2 separate regions of the Lactuca sativa genome follow, and region 1 is linked to region 2. The links are chromatin contacts, called in public Hi-C maps. All regions are on one chromosome and are shown on one strand. Each heading gives the region's core, a stretch centred on a gene start, on an enhancer-like site or on the middle of the called end of the contact. The rest is flanking DNA. Distances are from core to core; before and after follow the strand shown. Region 1 holds the start of LOC111904013 (serine/arginine-rich splicing factor RS40). Region 2 holds the start of LOC111904010 (BAG family molecular chaperone regulator 2).

Evidence for each region. A called contact is a pair of places that touch in the nucleus more often than the background predicts.
Region 1: a contact with region 2 is called in a Hi-C map of bud, with 8 times the contacts expected there. The contact joins the promoter of LOC111904013 here to the promoter of LOC111904010 in region 2. A contact is called at or near these places in 3 of 4 Hi-C or Micro-C datasets (bud, leaf and seed).

Annotation. Positions count from the first base shown.
Region 1 is chr8:11,837,361-11,840,060 of Lsat_Salinas_v11, reverse strand. It overlaps LOC111904013 (serine/arginine-rich splicing factor RS40), which reads left to right and starts at 1,275. Exons shown (of 6, transcript XM_023899793.3): 1 at 1,275-1,414; 2 at 2,031-2,141. The coding sequence starts at 2,036.
Region 2 is chr8:11,332,045-11,334,744 of Lsat_Salinas_v11, reverse strand. It overlaps LOC111904010 (BAG family molecular chaperone regulator 2), which reads right to left and starts at 1,354. Exons shown (of 3, transcript XM_023899789.3): 1 at 784-1,354; 2 at 291-694; 3 at 1-204. The coding sequence starts at 1,021.

The sequences.
Region 1 (2,700 bases), core at 26-2,525, 510 kb before region 2:
AACATGTTTTATGAAATGTTAACATTTTTTTAGAGGGAAACGAACTTTCGATTTTGTTCACATTTAGTCACTAAACTTTTTTTCATTATCTATTTGCCACTGAACTATTGAAACTGTTCACATTTTACCCTTATGACCGGTAACAACCGGTCATAAGGGTAAAATGTGAACAATTTCAATAGTTTAGTGGCAAATATATAACAAAAAAAAGTTTAGTGACTAAATGTAAACAAAACCGAAAGTTCGTTACTCTTTCAAGTCATTATCCCTTATTTTAATCATAAAAGTTTTATATAGACGTAACAGGTAAATGGACTATGCCGCAACCCATTATTGTTTTAACATTAAATTATGATAATTTTACTTGCATTTTAATATCAATCAATTATAAGTTTATAACTAAAAGATATAACTATTGTCAATTCATTTTCTTCTGCATCTTGTATAAATGTTGGCATTTAAAAATGGTTTTGGTTAGTCATCTTTATAGGATGTTATAGGATTGTTGTTAACTAATAAAAGCATCAACAAATGTCAATCATTCTACTACACGGATTATACGACATATCTACCTAACTATTTGTGTTTCAAGAAAATAACTTGAAGTCTATCATAATTGAGACCAAGTTGTTGAGAGAAACCTTGAGCCAATGGACATACCTTTATATAACTTAAGTTTTCTACCGCTATCAAGCTTGTGACAAAATATCCAATGACATGTCGGGGACAAAAAGTTCCCACATGCCACAAATGGTTTGTTTTGGATGTCAAATTTGTTACATGTTACTTAATGTCATTTGTCAAGTAAGAAAGTTGGGGGAGATCTAAGCCCAAATAAAATTTGTAAAAAACAAAGTTCAAATATATGTTTAAACCCACCCTAAAATTGATCTATTTTTATTGATGTATATTGAGATAAAAAAGATAAAATCATCATATTTTGTTTTATTTAGAAATGTGACTTGTATTTTATTTCATTAAAGAGAGTAAAAGTAAACTTTATTAGTATAAAAATAAAATGTTGATGAAATTTTAAAAGATTGGTTATACTGTTAAAAATATAATATAATACACGTATTATATTGTCTATATTTTTTTTAATATTCAATTTTTTTGATATTCTATAATATTTTAACAAGAGTTTTTTTAATAATGTTAGTAAAAAAACAATTTGTTTTATTTAAATTATTTTACTAAATCATACATATGAAACCACTCAAGGGGTCAATTCTGTGAAATTCAGTTTTAACGAACCAATATTGCGTATATCATGAAGATAGGGGAAGTTAATGTAAATTCCGTACTATATATAGAAACTCGAGCAACCTTGCCGTCAATACACCAAGATATTTTTATCTTCATCGGTCTCATCTATTCTCTGCAGATTAGGGTTTTGCTCTTTCCCATTTTGAAGGTAACACCTCATCTGTAGAATTAGTCCTCGATTGATCTAAGAATTTGAATTATAATTTGTTGCTTAACGTGCTAGTTATTGTCAGCTTCTGTTATATATCTGTATTATTGTATATAATTGGATCTGATGCTGTTTTGTACATCAACATTGTGCTTTTGAATCCGCGTTTAGTTATATGTTTTAAATCAACGTACTCTTTTCATGAATGTCTAGATCTAGAAATTTGTTGGTTGGAGATGTTTATTTTTGTTCTCCGTTGACCTGCCTGTTGCTGCGATCTTCTTTTGATTCCATTTCATTTTGACGTAATGTATTGCTTGTTATTAATGATTTCAATAGCTTGCTATTTTGTTTAGATTCTTGTTGGTCGGTTGGTGGTGAAGGCGAATCTATCATGCATATATCATTGATTAATATAATATTATCTGCTTGTAGTACACTATCTGTAGTTTCTTTGTGATAATTAGACATCAAATACTCATACAGGTCGCGTATAGTTGAAGGAAAATTGAATTTTTGGATGTCTATTTTGGGATAATCTGATGTACATGTGTATTTGGGATATCATTGTGTAGCTTTATCAATCATTCTTATCAAACTGTCTGTTTTTTTGAAGGTAAAATGAGGCCCATATTCTGTGGGAACTTCGAGTTTGATGCAAGACAGGGTGAACTGGAGCGTCTCTTTAGAAAATATGGAAAAGTTGATCGGGTGGATATGAAGTCTGGTAATTTTGGATTGTTATAATCTATCTGCCCTTATCTTGTTTCCTTTTTGTTTACTCAAGTTATCACTATTTCTGTTTACATGTGCTATCTATAAGTTCTAAAGATTATTGTTTTCCATACCAAATACCTAAGAAAATCTTTTAAATTGTAATCTTGGTGATTGGGGGGATTTTTTTTTTCTTTTTACCTACGATTTCTATGCCATTTGTTGGTAAGTAAGATTGGCAAATGTGATACATACCACGTCATGAACGGGTGGCAAGACTTGCAAACGAAAGATCATCATCACCATGTTGTGGAGAATCCTACCTGGATGACAGATGGCACAAATTGAGTGACTCAGCGAGCTGCACTGCCTTCTTTTTTGAGTTGTTATGGGGTGACTAGATGTGTTTAAGAAAAAGAAGAGAATAAAAATTATTGAAGTGTAAAACCCCCATACTCAAATAGTTCTTTGGCGCAGGATTTCTCCGACTACACCTGGCTGATGGATGATCATTCGCATTCCATTTCCAGGCCATGACGGGCTTCCTCTTCTTCTTTCTGAGAAGAGCCATT
Region 2 (2,700 bases), core at 105-2,604:
AACAACTGCCCCTGATGTGTTCTTGCTCGACGGCTCTTGATGTTGATGCGCCACCGTAGTTGGTGTAAATTTACGCCTAGATTGGTGGCCGTTGGTGGTCGCTGGTGGTGTCGGTGGCGGTGGTTGCTGCTTGGGTACTTGATTCCTTGCGTTTTTCACCTTCATAACGTCCAGAGTTTCAACGTATCTCTGAACTCTTTCCACCTATAAATTTCACAATATGTACATATTTATCCAAAAATCAAGAGAAAATTAAATTGTCAATTAAGAATTAAGAATTAAGAAGTAACCTGTTTTTTCTTCTTCAAATTTACATCGCCGTCGATTTTAATTTCATCTAATTTAATCAGTTGATTCATCAATAACTCGATCAGATTCGATACCATCTTCTCCGCCACGTTTCCTCCTTTAGAGATAACGGATTCAAGCGCCGACAACTGGCCGGCGAGTCTATCGACTTCCAGGCTAATCTCCGATAACAATTTAGCCGCCTTTTCAATTTTGGCGTTCTTTCGAGCTTCGAGATACCTTTTCTCTTTGCTTATTGCGTCTTCTTCCAATACCATTTTTGATTTATCTTTTACTCCGACAACATCGAGATACGTTTTCGAGGCCCTTTCTTTATCTTTATATATGATCTTTTGATCTTCATGGTGTAATCCGGTCGGACCGGTTAACATCTTCTTCAATTCTCCTGTAACAAAACCCAATCGTAAATTGAATTTGGGGATACACTAATTCCATTGTCACACACTAACTAACTGTAATAGCTTTTATTATTACCAAATGTTGCTTGAGAACTGATAATCATTTCGTGGTATATTGACATGTATTTGACCCGAACTCGAATGGTTGGTGGAGGAACGCGGGTTTGTACTTCATTCGGGTCTCGCTTCTGAACCAGCATTCCTCCCGGCCGGACCTCCAATTCGTCTTCATCGCCGCCGTCTCTTGTGGCTGAGACGGCTGAGCTCCCTTTCATGGAAGTCAACTCTGTTGTTTTAGTTCTCATACGCATCATCGTTGACTCAGATTCACCGGAAAATAAGCAGGGAGGAACTCAGATCAAAGCATTGACTTTGCGAAGATCTTGATGGTGTCATATATAACAAAACCCATTTCGGACAAAAAGAAAAATAAAAGAAAAAAAAATACACACACACAAAGAAGTTTAGACAAATTTTAGATCTACTTTGAAACACAAAACGAATGTAGATGGGAATATAAGGAAATGAATAATAATGGTGGGATTTAAAAAAAAAAAAAAGATTAAATCTTCTATTCTATTATTCTGGAGAAGTGTAGAGGGTAGAGATGAAAACTAAATGAAAATGAATGGACAACGAACAGAACACAGAGTGTGTGTGTATATATATATATATATATATATATATATATATATATATATATATATATATATATATATATATATATATATATATATATATATATATATATATATATATATATATATATATATATATATAGACAATTATATATTTTTGTATTTATATATTTATTGGAGTCAGTCAGTGTCTTCGTTTTTTTTCAAGAAATAAGAAAATGTGCTAATTAAAATATAATATGCACTCATTACTCATGAGAAGCCGCCAAATATAGTGTTTCTCGCCTCTCGGTAAAATTGAGGCAACTTGGTTCTTCCTGTCCAACCAAAACTTTTTTTCTTTTTACCATTTTTCTATTTTTTTTATTGGATTGGATGTTTGTAAGATTGTAATATTCTTAAATCTACACCAAAACTTACGCAGCTTTTGTATTTGTCCTTTCTTCTTAAAAGCTTGAACCTTCAATCAAACAACTGTAGCTTTTAAGAGTTTTATGAAGTTTTTAGTTTTAAATTTTTATAAAAAAAGGAAACCCGATAAAAAAAAACTTTGTAAGAGATTTTAATTTTAATTTTGAACAAAAAAACTTTTAATCCAAAAATACTTCAAATGATTTTTAATACCTTTTATTTTTACTTTTTCTAGTTTTATAGTCTTTTGTCGAATGTTTATATACAGATAAAACTATAGTTTTAGTTTTTAGCTGTCTAACTTTCAACTTATTTTGCTAAACATGTTTATAAATGTTATAAAAAATACCATAAAAAATATGCTTGAAGTTATTTTTGGTCACTTAAGTTGTGTTTAGTTACGAAAAACATTTTTTATTTTCTATTTTTCACTTTCCCATTTTAATTTTCGTTTCTTGTTTTCAATTTTAATTGGAAAATTTGGAAACTTATTCATTTTTTATTTTCAGTTTTAGAAAATTAGAAAACGTGTTTAATATACATGTATATTTCATTTTCATTTTTCATTTTAAATTAAAACTTATTCATTTTTCATTTTTTTTTCTTCAGAAAACGGCTCATTTTCCTGCAACTAAATGTAACCTTAACTTTTGGTTATGTGTTCATTTGACCACTTACTCATTTTAAGTTTTAATAGGTTATCAAACTTTTAAATTTGTGTCAGAATGATCATTAAACATTTTTTTGATCATTTAACTTTTGGGTTTGTGCTTATTTGGTTATTTTTTCATTTTTAAAAGTTATTTATACTTCATTTTTATAACTTTATTTTAAAAGTTTAGTAACTAAATGAGTACAATTTCAAAACTTATATGAGTAAACGAGGATAAAGCCAAAAATTAAGTGACCAATCAAAAGTTTAATGATCATTGCAACATAAATTT